Regions from separate parts of the Mus musculus genome. Here region 2 is linked to region 1. Evidence: chromatin contacts called from public HiChIP or PLAC-seq data. All regions are on one chromosome and are shown on one strand. Each heading gives the region's core, a stretch centred on a gene start, on an enhancer-like site or on the middle of the called end of the contact. The rest is flanking DNA. Distances are from core to core; before and after follow the strand shown. Region 1 holds the start of Vcl (vinculin). Region 2 overlaps Camk2g (calcium/calmodulin-dependent protein kinase II gamma).

Region 1 (7,220 bases), core at 2,750-5,249:
ACCATGTTCAACAAGTCAGAGTTTCATCTTCCTCCAATAAATTTAACTTCGGAAATATGCAGATGTCATTTAGACACCAGCTTCTTAAATGGTAGGTCATGATCTCATAGGGTCACAACCTGGAATGTGGGAAGGATAAATTATGTGACACTAGTAAAAGGCTCCTAAACTATGGCCATAAATCAAAATTGTTTCTGGCCACCTTCGCACATGCTGCATGGAACAACTTCATCATAACTATGAACCTGAACATATAACATGCATTTGCACTATGCATGGCCTTATCAGAAACACCTCCACTCAGATTCACAACTACCATCAGTGATAAACTGCAGTGTTTTTGCTGTGCACACACAGTTTTTTACACTTCTAGAAGTATAAATGTTTAATTACAGAAAAGCAAAGACGTCTAATATTTTCTTACCATCATTCCCAAGCATGTAAGTATCAAGTTAGAATGACCTTAGATTGTATTATATTCAGATGATTGATTTTTTTTAAAGATGCTGTCTAAGTTGCTGACAAGTTGCATAAAAAAAGAAAATCATTACATGGAATTCTGGCTTGGGAGAAGGACAAGATTTCCAACAATTTCTGAAATGGCCCTTATATGCAGTTTGTGCCACATATTTATGTGAAGCTAAGCCCTCAAAATTGCAGATTATAAAATCAAAATACTCATCAACGCTGAAAAACACTAAAGATGCTCTGTATCACTGAAGTGCCAAATATTCAGCCAAGAGTTAATTCTTGACACGCAAACAAACTAGCACAACTACCCCATTATACTAGGCAAATTTACTTGCATCTTTTATTAATGGTAAAGTTCTGTCCATACCAAAGAAATGTTTTAAAATAAACTTATAATTTATTGATAACTGTTTGTTTTATATGCCTATTTTATGTATCTATATAGCTAAGGATGAGTAAAAATTTCTCAAGCCAAAAGGAATCACAAGTAGAAATAGCTTAAGAAGCCGTGTCTTAGACCACAGATGCTATGCCAAGTAGATGGGCTTAATTTCACTCAAAATATACATTTTCTGGACCAAAGTAAGACTAATTTGGCATACATATATAAATCATCTGAGAGAAATTCCAGAAGAGAAGCACTGGAGCAAGGATATAGCCTCCTAAAGTAACCTGCAAGAAACATTCTGATTAGATGGATTCCAATATTTGCTCAAAACTTAGTTCCATTATTTTATAGACACGACATGAGTTTTGCAACCCTAGAGTTTTATTATCCAGTTACTATTATTTCTCTACTGTGTTTATAGTTAATTCCTTTTCTAGTCTTCGTGCAGCCTTATGAGCCTCCTAGCCTAACTTCACATGGTTCCTCTTCCTTTAACCCTCTATTTATTATTAACCAATCTGTGTGTCAACGCTGAAGACTGGAACTAGGGAAGAGGAAAAAAAGTTCCACTTACATTGTGTTTTCCTGACAGGAGTTAGGAACTTGAGATGTGTAGAGGATCCATACATTTATGAAAACAGTTGATGGGTCCTCAGGCCTCCCTAGAGCCCATGTTCTTCCTCACACACCATTCTTCCCTCCCACTCCCAACCAACTTGTGCATCTTATTAAATAAGACCTTCTGCTAAACTACCCATATACCATTCACTGGCTTCGAGTCTGATTTCTTTAACCTGCAATCAAGACAATCTACTTAGTGAAACCTGGTAGCACCTTTGTTTATGACTATTTATCAGCCCAATCCCCTCCACGGATTCAACTTTAAATACCTTTTATAGTTAGGAAGTATGCAACTACATGTATTTTTTTTCCATCTTATATCTGCCCTTGTTTCTTTTGTATGTCTCCTAACTATGACCATCATAACCACCTATGGAGCTACTTTAAAAAACAGAAAACCTTTACTCCTGGAGATCCTTCAGTAAGTCTGGGATGGGAACTGGAAACAGTCCTATCTACAAAGCCCCATTGGTGATTCTCATGCACACCCTGAGGGCCACTAATTCATTCCAATGCTCTTTATACAGCACACATTCAGTGCTTACTAATTCATGGCCTGGGAGCTCATAAATGACTTCTCTCTAAATAGCCTAACCAGATATCAACCAAGCCCTTGACTACACCAGCTGTGTTCCAAGTGCAACATGTGGGTTTAAGATTTCCTATCCTCAAGTGCTACATGGAGGGACACCATTACCTTGTCTCTTTACATTGTTTCCCATTTGTTGAAAAACCAGAGGCCTGGAATGCAGCCATGTCAGACAACACTACATAAGAATGTACTCTGGGGTCTAAGATTAAAATTAGCTACAAAGAGAACAAGAACAAGATAGACAGTCTGAATGAGTACACTGCTCCTACTCAATAGTTTCTTACTTAATCAGTACAGAAGAACAGAAATTTCAGTCCCTAGTTCCGCCCTCCCTTCTCTCCCTCCCTCCTCTCCCCTCCCCCTCCCCCTCCTACTTGCTGCCACAGGTCTCCTAAAATGCCTGAGACAGTCCCAGGCCCCTGAAGACCCAGGAAGTCATTTCATGCGTTAAAGTCCTATAATCCGATAAATAACACAAGCCCCACCCGACAGACAGTTACCTATCAACTACCCTGACACACCATTTACACAGCTTGGTTCGGAAAGCAGTATGAACTTTTTCCTGAGTTGTTCTTCACAGGGAACAGCAGTCTGAGTCACACCCAGCCTGGAGCAAGTGTGACATTAGCCAGGGTACAGTTACGAGACTAGTCTCTCTATCTCTTTTCCCATTTCAGAAGTGGGCTACAAAGATCGATAAATAGCTAGGGGCAGGCAGAAAAGTGTGGACTGGCAAAGAACGCCCTAGCCTTCCCCTCAGGCAGGGGCTGCAGATCCCAGATTCCACAGGCCTCTCACAGCAGCTCCATCTTGCTTCCTGCCAGAAGGAGGGGCAGAGGAGGAGGCCCCCCAAATCTGGAAAGGCCCCAGTGAAAGAAAGCCATTTGACAGCAGTAAAGATGGATAGACAGCTTCATGGAAGGAATAAAATGACGGCCATGGGGTCAGGCAGAGGGCAAGCAGGGCTCCTGGTTATGAATTACTGTCTAAAGGTGCTAAGAGTCCCCGGAGGTGTGAGCAAAATGCCCCGAAGGAAAGGAGGCGGCGACAGAGAGAGGAAGAAGCCAAGCAGTTGGGTAGAAGCGACAGACACCAGGATCCCAGGGGAGGGTTGGGCAGGTGGGTCTCAGGGGACAGAAGTATTAGAAAGGCGAGCAGCCCGGTGCAAATAAGAATCCTTGGAAGTTAGGGCAGGGAGACCATAAGAGAAACCACCCACAGGTTGGAGAGGAGAGGCCTAAAAAGGAGCTAAGAGCAAGGTACTCAACGCAAGTGACGCGAGCCTGCCCAGGGGAGGGACCGTGAGACAACCTAACGACCATTTCTTGGGCGCCTACTACGGGCACACACACCCTAGGCACTTCACAACTAAAAGCTCGCTGACTCTTCACAGCACAGCCCCAAGGCAGGATTTCTCACACAAGTGTCCCATTTTATAGATGAGGAAACTGAGGTCCCCGACAGGCTCAGTGGCTTGCTCAAGGTCACAGCCCAGAGAAATCGGCATTCGAAACCACGGCACCTGCCCTGGAGTCCACCCGACGCTCCAAGCGCCTGCGAATGCAAGCAGCGAGGCGGACCGGGACCCTGGGGACTTCTCCCGCCCGCGCTCCCGTCCCAGGCCCGGCGCGCTCACCCGGACGAGGTTGCTGACGGCCGCCTGCACGGCGGCTACGGGCGCGGTGAGGTCAGGAATGGCTTTGCCGTCCACCTCGCCCTCCTCGTGCATAATCACCAGGTGCGAGATCTGCTGCGCCACCGGCTCCAGGATGCTCTCGATCGTACGCGTGTGAAACACCGGCATCGCGGCGGCTAGCGGGGCGGCGTACCGCGGGCAACAGAAAACTGGGATCCGTAGGGCCGGGAGCCGGCGGCGAGTGACTGACTCGGAGCGGCGACTAGAGTCCGGGCTTCCCTCGGCGTAACTAGCCCCACAGGCGCCCCGCCCTCTCACGTCGCCGCGCCCAATGGTAACGCAACTCAGAGCCGGACTGTGGCTCCTATTGGTCTTACTTCGATAAGCTCCGCCCCCAAGGCAGAGCCGCTAAGGTCCCGCCCCGCCCCCATTCCCAAGGGAGGGGCCTGGGATTGGGGCTGCGCCGCAGGGATTGCGACCGGATTCCCGAACCCTCTCGCGGGGCGCTCCTTATAAGGGCATAGTGGGAGCGGAGCGAGCGACTGCACTGGACTGGCCCCGCCCCCAGGAGCCGCCTCCCGCCTCAGAGTGGCGGAGCTCCGCCCCTCCGCAGGATCACCTCAGTAGGGCGGGATATCCTCACCTCAGGCAGCGCCAGAGAGAGGGGACCTCGGCTTCCCCCGGTCTCCCCGCAGGGTGCTCCCCTTTACCGTCACCGGACGCAGTCAGAACACTGTTCCGTCACCTCCCAGTAATTCACGAGGAAGTAAAAAGATCCAGACAACAAAAACACACCGAGAAACATGAGTACCCATTGATTTGTACTATCTGCCCTCGGATAGTCACAGTTAAGTTTGGTGTGGCACTTTCTAGACCTCCGTGTACACGTTCACTTGCAAATACGTGTTTTCTAAATAAATAGGAACGTTTCCGTAGAACTAGAGACTTAATGAAATTTACCTGCTAATCTTTCGCTTTTGGTGAGTAGAAGTCTGTCTGCCACCTTCTGTTTTAGCGACTGGTATCCCATTTTTGCAAATCTACTTAGGTCTGGTTCCGTTGCTAAAATGTTTGCCTAGAATGTAAGAAGCCCTAGGTTTGATTCCCAGCACTACGCAAAATCAGCCTTGATAGAGTGGGCCCGTATACCAGCAGCACTAGGGAAGTGGATCAGGGGTTCAAGGTCATACTCCACTACAAAGAAAGTTTGAGGCCATCCTGGAGGGGTAGTCCTTTTGTGGTTGTGATGAGCATCTATTTGTAGTTACAACAGCACTCCAGAGGCAGGGTTAGGAGGATCATTTGAGGAAGGAGTTCCAAGCCAGTCTGAGCAACATGACAAGACCCCCATCTCAAAAAAAAAAAAAAAGTGAAATGAAAATTCAAAAGTGGATACTTTTTAACAAGTCTGTAAGTAGGGCCAAATTGCCCAATCCCCTCACCACATTTAAGACATCTGCATGTTTTCCTAACCTCAAGTTCTCTTGCCCAAGCTTCCTCATTCTGAGAGGAAACACATTCATTAATGCCTTCAAATGAAAGATCCTCAAGTCAAAGAAAAATGTTTCTCAGGATGTCACATTTTGCAGAAGGCCAAGCCACATGTTGTCTTACCCAGCTCTAAAGTTCTGTGTGTCTAGCAGTACATACCCCCGTTTCTGCTCTGTGGTTACCAAGTCTTGAACTTTCTCTTGAGGTGGGGATGAGCTCAGTTGGTAAAGAGCACTCGCCTACCATGCACAAAGCTTTAGTACTTGCCTACCATACACAAAGCTTTAGGTCAGCCTCTAGCATCACAAAACAAGGACATGGTGTTCATACACACCTATAATTTTGTCTGTCACCCAGGAGTTGGAGGCAAGAGGATTAGAAGAAGTTCAAGGTCCTCCTCGGCTACCTAGCAAGTTTGATGACAGCCTGGGCTGCTTGAGACACTGACTCAAAAACAAAACAAACAAAACCACCTTAATAAATAACCATGAATGCAGAGGCTCTGCCTCCAACTGAAACAAAGCTGTACAGGAGGGAGCTCATTTCTGTCTGCCTTTGATAAGAGCTTCCTGGGCCATTCAACGTCAGACTTCTTTCTCTGGAGTCTCTCAGTTCATCATTGTGTTTTGCTTATTACTTAATGACCTATCTCCTGGACAGAGGGATTTTGGGGTTAACTACAAACCTTCCCAGAACTTGGGAACCCCTCCACTCCACTAACTTGTAATTCTTCTCTTAGTTGCTAGGAAGAAAGAATCCAAGGCAGGTATTTCCCATAGGCCTCCTTCCTTAAGCCCATAGCAAACGAGTGATCTTCAAAAATAATTTACCCTCATTGACTCCATCCTTAAACATGCTGTGGCATTGCTACCGTTTTGGAATGGCTATCACCGTGCTTCATCCCTAGACACTGGAGGAAATATACCCTGAGGTTAGACCAAGGTAGGAAAGATGGCAATGATGACTGGGCCAAAGCAGGGAAATGGAGACTCAGCAGGGCCAAAAGAACAGGAGAACCAGCAGCTGAAAACCTATCCAAGACTCATGACCGAAGGCTCAAATGAATTATTTTTCTACATAACAGACTAGGAGACAATATTTGAAGGCAACAAGCACCAGCATGAAGTGCTTCTGAATGCAGGAACCTGTGCAACTGCACTGTTTGCATACCAAATGGGCAGGCTGGGTTGCATAGGCAATAATAGTCTGACCATTACTGACTCTTTAATAAGTCAATAGTGAGCCTGGTGGTGATGGTGCACATCTTTGATCTCAGCACTTCAGAGACAGAAGCAGGTAGATCTCTGTGAGTTCAAGGCCAGCCTAGTCTACAGATCAAGTTCCATGACAGCCAAAGCTACACAGAGAAACCCTGTCTCAAAAAAAAAAAAAAAAAAAAAAAAAAATCAAACAAACAAACGAACAAAAAAGTCAATAGCTCCCAAGAAACACACCTCGTTATGGAAATTCATCAAAATTAATATAAAGGGGCTAGACAAATGACTAAGTGATTAAAGGCACTAACTGCTCTTCCCAAGGACCCAGCCCCCACCTAGCAGCTCATTGTCATGCATAACTCCAGTTCCAGAGACTCCAATGGCCACTTCTGGTTTTTGTAGGCACTGAATGCAAGTAGTACATTGCATGCAAGTGGTATACATGCAGGCAAAACACTCATATACATAAAACAATAAAATAAGCTAAAAAACACTAATGTAAAAAAAAAACATTGTCCAGTTCTACAACATGGTGTAGTGGTTTAAATGTAGTGGTTTATATTTGAATAATGAGTCCCCAGTTGATGGAACTGTTTGGGAAGGATTAGGAGATACGGCCTTGTTGGAAAAGGTGTGTAACTGGCTTTAAGGTTTCAAAGGTCTGTGCCATTCCCAGTTAGTGTTCTTTCAGCCCCCAAGCCCTGTCAGCTTCTCCCTCTAGGTAGCCAGGCCCATTGTCCACTGGGCTGGAAGGAGGGAAGCTTAACCAGGCACAGATGGGTGCTGTGCAGGATCTTGTTCAGT
Region 2 (7,220 bases), core at 1,741-4,240, 160 kb after region 1:
TTGTCACTTTGTCACCTTACCATCATGACCATCAGCGTAAGGGAGTGTTTTCCACCTAAGCCAGTGGCTCTTGTGTGACAGCACAGTCTACCTGCATCGAGGTGCTCAAGTGCCATTAGGCCTGCTTTGCCCACCTTCTCCCTTCCCCATCATAGCCTGATTGTTGTTATCCTGCCTACAGCTTCTCTGGCTCAGGCTGCCTCTAGAGAGGAGGGGAGTGCCGCTTCCTCATGAATTTCTCAACCCTGAACAGCCGATGTTTGCTGATCAACTTCAGATGCCTCAGCCTGGGAAAAAAATTCTCAAGTGGAGAGATGAATTCCAGTGCCAGCAGGGGAGGACCAGGCTGTGGGTGGGAGGAGGCAGCGATAGCCCAGGGAGCTTGGGGGTGGGAGGACTGTACCAGTGGGCTTGGCCTGGCTCTGCTGGGACACTTCACACTTTTGCCATTTTTGGCCAGAAGGCTCTCCCTGCTAGCCGGGCTCTGTTCTAATTATACATTTCTGTGGAGACTCGCCTCTGAAGCTCAGTCTTAAAGTTCCTTTGGCAAACTATTGGGTTCTCTGCTGTAGGAGGCCCTGAGCCTCAGTGTCCAAGTCTGATGACATCCATTGACCCTTTGACTCTCATAGGACCCCCAGTACCAGATTTCAGAGAAACAAACTGTAAGTGCAGGCTCCGTAGGCTGGCACACCTGGATCTTCTGCAGGTCTGCCCTGCACACCTGGTGGAGGCTGCTGACTGGGCACGTACCCACGTACCAGTGTTCTTCAGCCTCAGTTGGCACAGATAATTTTTTTGTTACAAAGGTCTCTCCTATGTACGAAGAGAACTTAGACGCATATCAGTCAGCAGAGTCCCCCCGTTCCAAGTTGTGCCAACCACAGTTATTTCCAGACATTGCCAGATGTCTCGTGAAGGGCACACTCACCCTCCGAGTGAGTGGAAACTGCTCTGGAGTACTCACACCTGCCACCAGGAGTCTACCTATAGGACTAGCAGGAGCGTTTGCAAGGTGAACAGTCTGCTTTCATAAACAGGACCAACATGTGGTTCTGAGCTAGGTTGGCTTTTTTCTGTACAAAAGCATCAGAAACGCTATGTAGACATCCTATTTAAGGGCCCTCTTAAACATAATCTTTCTGGAAGGAATCTATGGGCTTCTCTTACCTCCCTACTAGTTGAGAAACTTTAGAGCAGTTAATATCTTAGGTAGTACAAGAAAGAAAACACTGTTAAGAGTCACACAGTAAATGTTTGAACAAGTGAAGGCTGTGCCCACCAGCTGTCTTCCCAAGATACGGCATAAGCCCCTCCTCTATGAAAAAGTGCGCTGGGCGGTGGTGGTGCACACCTTTAATCTCAGCACTCGGGAGGCAGAGGCAGGTGGATTTCTGCGTTCGAGGCCAGCCTGGTCTACAGAGTGAGTTCCAAGACAGCCAGGCCTACACAGAGAAACCCTGTCTCGAAAAAAAAAACCAAAAAACAAAACAAAACAAAAAATGTCTGCTTCTGAGGAAAGAGGAGGAAAGGGTTAGAGGTTCTCGCCTTCCTTAGGAATATTCAGCATCTTTCCATTCCTAGAAAACAAATTCCAGTCCTTGCCTTAAGGCTTTGTCACCCTAGAAAGCCCACATAACTTTACCTCATTTTCCATCCCTGTGGAGAGTCTTGATGAGGAGGGAAGAGAGCTCTTAGCTGAGTGTCACACATCTATAATCCCAGTGGTCCTGAAGCTGAGGCAGGAGGATCATGAATTCAAGGCCAGCCTGGGTCACAAAAGGTTACAGGCCAGCTTATGCTACATAGCAGGAAGACTTCAAAACAGGAAAAGGAAAGGAAGGAAGGGAGGAAGGAAGGAAGAAAAAGGAACCTTTATATACTGTTGGTATTGTAATTAGTATAGCCATTTTTGGAAAACAGTATGGATGTTTCTCAGAAAAACTAAAAATAGAAGTACCATATGATCCAGCAATCCCACTACTGGGTAAATACCCAATGAAATTAAAATCAGGATGTTAAATGTCTGTACACCCACGTTCATTGCAGCATTATTCACAATAACCAAGATATGGAAACAACCTGAATGTCCATTAGCAGATGAATGGATTAAAAAAAGAGTAGTGTATACTACTGAGCCTTAAAAAGGCCGGGAAATTCTATCACTTATGACAGGATAGGTGAGCCTGGATGACGTTATGTTCAGTGAGACAAGCCAGGCACAGGAAGACAAATACCACATGATCTTACTTACATGTGGAATCTAAAAAGGATGCCCTCGTGAGGGAAAGAGGAATAGTGGTTAGCAGAAGCCAGAGTAGGTGGGTGTAGGTGAGGAAAGAGAGGTGGTGGTCAGATAGGGGGATGGATTCCTGCATTGTAGTTAAGCACAGCAGGTGATTCGAGTTAGTAATGTTGGTGGTTTGGTTTGGTTTGGTTTGGTTTGGTTTGGTTTGGTTTAGCTTTTTCAAGACCAGGTTTCTTTATGTAGCCCTGGCTGTTCTGGAACTCACTCTGTAAACCAGGCTGGCCTCGAACTCAGAAATCCGCCTGCCTTTGTCTCCTGAGTGCTGGGATTAAAGGTGTGCGCCACCTACACCTGGCAAGGTTTTAAAACGTACAAAAAAAAAAAAGGATTTTTAATGTTCTCACTAGAAAGAATAAGCATTTGAGGTGAGGTATATGGTGATGTGCTTGTAGCAGAATCTCCCATTGTCCCTCAGAAGTCAGTAGTTATTTTTCAATTAAAAAATAAAAGCAAAATAGGTTGAGCTAGATAACATTTAAAGCCCAGGGTTCTAGCTTGTATTTCGGTGAGTGTAGTCCGCACAGGCAGTCGTCGGTGAGGTGGTTTAGCCCTGCACTGACATCGCTTGTGCTGTCCTTTCAGCCACTGTATACATCAGATCCTGGAGAGTGTTAACCACATCCACCAGCATGACATCGTCCACCGGGATCTGAAGGTACTCAACCGGGCTGACTACTTGTGACTCGTTGGCGCCCCCTGGTGCTAGATAGTGGCGCTGTGAGCCCAAAGTAGGCTCCCTTTGGGCTCCAGGGTGGATGCCTCCCTCATAAGGTTCTCTTTGTTCCTTCTGCAGCCTGAGAACTTGCTGCTGGCGAGTAAATGCAAGGGTGCTGCGGTCAAGCTAGCTGATTTTGGCCTGGCCATCGAAGTACAGGGAGAGCAGCAGGCTTGGTTTGGTAAGGGTGACCCTGTCTTCCGAGAATGCAGCCTCCACCCTTCCTCCTTTTCCTGGTCTGCCTTCCTCTTTCAGAACTAGAAGTCAGGCCTTTAATGGTCCTGGCCTTTTCAGAAAGTGGAGGAGGGTGCCCCCCCAGGTCCCTCCTCGCCCTCATGACTCATTACAGTGGGTCTGGCTGCTGTCAGCACTGCATTCTTATTGCCTCTGGGGAGGTGTTTGAGTTCCTGGTAGGCACAAGTACTTGCCCTCTGATTTAGATTCCAGGCACTGCACGTAGCCCAGCCTGTCATCTTTTGCGGCCTCGGTACTGAGTCAAAGCTTATATAGTAAAAGCAACCAGCATTAGGAGGGCTTTGGAGGGAATTACAGATGTGGCCTTACTGGGAGAGAAAGCGGGTTCAGTTTGGCTCTGCCCTCTCTTCTGCTACAGGTTTTGCCGGCACCCCAGGTTACTTGTCCCCTGAGGTCTTGAGGAAAGATCCCTATGGAAAACCTGTGGACATCTGGGCCTGCGGTAAGCCCATTCCATACCCTCGGCTCTTTGGTGTTCTGGGCCCTTGGCTTCCTGTGATGACAAGAAAAAGAGGCATTACACCCATCCCTTCTGGGTTCCACGGTGCCTGCTGTATGTGAAATCATGGTGTTGTTTGTTCTCCTTCCCTTGGGAGAGCTGTTCCTGTCATGCTTACTTCCCAAGTGACTTCCTGTATTATATTGTATCCTTCTTGGAGAAGGGCTCGTCCACACCTTAGAGGATAGACTAAAGAAGTCTCTGACATGGCTTGGTGCCGTAAGGAGTGAGGCACAACAGGAGGGATGGCATTATCTACTGGCGTCCACCTTTAACTCTGGCCCAGCCTTGCCCTTCTGGGTGGTTCTGAGCCCTGCATGGCCTTTCTTGGTTCCTCAGGGGTAGGTGAGTGACCCCAGTGACCTGTGTGTTCTGTCTCGCAGGGGTCATCCTGTATATCCTCCTGGTGGGCTACCCTCCCTTCTGGGATGAGGATCAGCACAAGCTGTATCAGCAGATCAAAGCTGGAGCCTACGATGTAAGGATGGGGTTCTGAGAGCTGAGCAGTCACTCCTGGAAGGACAGAGTCCCTGCCCCTAAGGGTCTGTCCAAGGGAGTAGTGATATTGTCACTTGATAACAGGGCATCAGGGGACTTTGAGGACCCAAGGATGGGCATACAGGACTCAATTCTTGCCACCTTATATACAGGGAACAGGTTTTGTTTTTTTTTTTTAAATGCTCCTGTTAGCTATAAAATTAAGGAACTCAATGAAGCTCTTTGGTCTGTTTCCACAAAGAATGGGGAAACTACGTGGCATGTTATATTACAGAGGGAGAATTTTAGAGGCTTCTCCACTGTTTTGGAACCTTGGGCACATTGCAAAACCTGTTTTCTCCTTAGTAAAAAGAGAAAGGTGAAGCAGAAAATGTCAGTTCCCTTCCTTCACCGACATGATACATGGACACCCTTACACTTATCATTCTGTCTTCTTTGAGTTGGCACAGCATACCCACTCTTGGGTACCACAAAGTATCTCAGTTGTAAGAGCTGGAATGAAGTCGGGTTACATTTCAGGGTAGAAGGCTCACAAATTTCCTGTCTCCCTTTTCCCTGTTCCCGCTCCTCAGTTCCCATCACCAGAATGGGACACAGTCACTCCTGAAGCTAAGAACTTGATCAACCAGATGCTGACCATAAACCCTGCAAAGCGCATCACGGCCGACCAGGCTCTCAAGCACCCATGGGTCTGTGTAAGTGTCTTTTCCCAGGCCTTGGAGATTGGGTGTGGCAGCCCTGGGGCACTCCTTGAACTTCTCTAAGGAGGATTCAGGAGGAGGGCTGGGGAGGTGTGAGTGGAGGCCAGGGTCAGGAAATGTCATCAGGGGGACTTGGGAGTTAAAAAGTGCTCATAGGTCTTCACTTGTCTCTCGCGCTTGTTGTGAGGCTGTGGTTTGGGTCTGTTGCTGGATTGGAAGAGGTAGTTAATGGTGGAAAACAGCTGATACCCCAGTGTGGAGTCCCAAGCTTGGGGTATATGTGGGCCTCAACTCTGACAAGGACCCAGTGAATGAACAAAGGCGGGAGGCTCTTGAAGCTCAGCATGAGGCCGGCTCTCAGCTGAGTGCTGAGGAGCCCCTCCTAGGCCCTCAGTGCAGGCTGATACACTGTTTCCATCCGTGGTTCTATCAAGCTGAAACAGCTAACCCAGACAAAGGAAAGGGCTGGTATAGTATAGCATCTTGAACAATGATAAGTTTTTCATTTCCCATGCTTATTGAATGTCCTTTTGTGCTGGTCACCAGACAGTTCCTGAAGATGAACAGGACCATGGTCTTTGCCCCAAAGATTTGGGAAAACAGGCATTCAAACCAGCAACCATGCCTGTAATCTGACAAACACACATCCAGGAGTGTCTGCTGCCCTTGATAGGGTCACAGAAGGTTTTGTGGAGAAGACGATCTATCCAGGTGTTACTCTATAGACAGAGGTTAATATGGAGAGAGTGAGAGGTCACAGGAGAACGTCACCTGCAAGGAATGTTAGTAGTTGCTTTACCATGACCAGGATTGCAAAAGAATGAGGGGGAAAAAAATTGCATGACACAGTGGTGCACACCTTTAATCCCAGCACTTAGGAGGCAGATCTCTGAGTTTGATGCCAGCCTAGTCTACAGAGCAAGTTTCAGGAATGCCAAGGCTATTCAGAGAAACCCTGTCTCAAAAAACCAACCCCCTTACTCCCCACCCCCCAGAAAAAGGTTGTATGTCATACCATCCTCTGCCTAAAGAGTTGAAGATTGTATTCTAAAGTGTAGAGTTTTAAAGACAGCATGCTATTTGCATTTAACATCACATTTGGAAGCTCTGTAGGAAATGGAATTGCTGAGGCTGGAGGCAGAGAGGCAAAAAGCTGTCACAACTGTCTAAGGAAGGCCAGGTGAGGTCTCAGCTGAGGGGGATGATGGAGGAGTGGGTAGTGCCGCCAAAGAAGAGAATCTGAAGGAGAGGCAAGTGGATGGGTGTTTAATCGGTCAGTGAGCAGATGGCTGTGCAGTTCGTGGACCCAGAAGAATACCAGCACTAAAAAGAGGGCATGGAGTGTGCAAAAGAGGGGGCTATAGACATGAGAAGTTGGAAATGTGCCCTGCCGTTCTCTCATAGGTGATGGTGAGGAATTGGAAATATATGAAGTTGTTCTTGTGCTGAACAGATTCTTATTGCCGGCTTATGTTGCTTCAGCAAGAGAAGAGAGAGCCGCTAAATACAAGCATTTAAGGACAAGGAGTTAAAAGAGTCATGCAGAGAGGTTGAGAAGAAGATACAGGGACTGAGAACGTACAAGTGGGCCTTAGTGAGAGCGGCAGCGGCCAGATGCTGAACAAGTCCTCCACTAAGATAGGAAGGAACCTCTAGCTTTAACTGACCAGAGGCCATGGTTTCGTTATTTCACAGAGATAGCGGAATATGATAGGAGAGAAACTCCCTTGTCTGCAGAGACCTGAGGCTGAAGGCTGGGAAGCCAGGCAGTGAAGGAGCAAATGGCTGATACTCCTTACAGGAAGAACTTGGGTCAGGAAGCTTTGTTCATTTTTTGCTTCCCTTTGTTAATACATAGTTGTAGATATAAATGTGCACTGCTAATTGTGATAATTTGCATATGCCACACCATGCACTATTCAATACCTCTACCCCACGAACCTCCTTTCTAGCCTCCAGGAATCACTAATACTTGTCTTTACTTTTAAGATTTACTTTAAAATTTCTATGTTCGTGAATGTCTTGCCTGCATATATGTAGATGCACCACATGGGGCCCTGGTGCCCTTGGAGATCAAAAGAGGGCATTGGATCCCCTGGAACTGGAGTTAACAGATGGTTGTGAGCTACCATGTGGGTTCTGGGAACTGAACCTGGCTCCTCCCCAAGAGCACCCTTTTGCTACCTGCTTTTCTTCTTCTTCTTTTTTTAATTTCCATAATTGAGAGGGAGCAAATAGTAAATA

Evidence for each region. HiChIP or PLAC-seq counts read pairs in DNA pulled down with a chosen protein or histone mark.
Region 2: an H3K4me3 HiChIP or PLAC-seq map of bone marrow-derived macrophages shows a contact between it and region 1, with 4 times the contacts expected there. The contact joins the enhancer-like site here to the promoter of Vcl in region 1. A contact is called at or near these places in 1 of 39 promoter capture datasets (neutrophils), 1 of 484 Hi-C or Micro-C datasets (cardiomyocytes), 7 of 115 datasets of contacts at active chromatin or transcription factors (the NIH/3T3 cell line, bone marrow-derived macrophages, embryonic forebrain and 3 more) and 4 of 9 other capture datasets (adipose tissue, embryonic stem cells, liver and 1 more).

What each region holds. Positions count from the first base shown.
Region 1 is chr14:20,926,177-20,933,396 of GRCm38.p6, reverse strand. It overlaps Vcl (vinculin), which reads right to left and starts at 3,999. Exons shown (of 21, transcript NM_009502.5): 1 at 3,709-3,999. The coding sequence starts at 3,876.
Region 2 is chr14:20,761,896-20,769,115 of GRCm38.p6, reverse strand. Camk2g (calcium/calmodulin-dependent protein kinase II gamma) reads left to right here. Exons shown (of 21, transcript NM_001360186.1): 6 at 2,891-2,963; 7 at 3,102-3,204; 8 at 3,637-3,720; 9 at 4,161-4,255; 10 at 4,848-4,970. Among named protein-coding and RNA genes, the nearest start is that of Camk2g, 29 kb to the left of the region's middle. Within about 2 kb of position 2,990, at least 132 of the 459 cell types and tissues checked have an H3K27ac peak or open chromatin away from gene starts, as enhancers often do. A contact at or near this core is called in the NIH/3T3 cell line, adipose tissue, bone marrow-derived macrophages and 1 more, where this site is marked.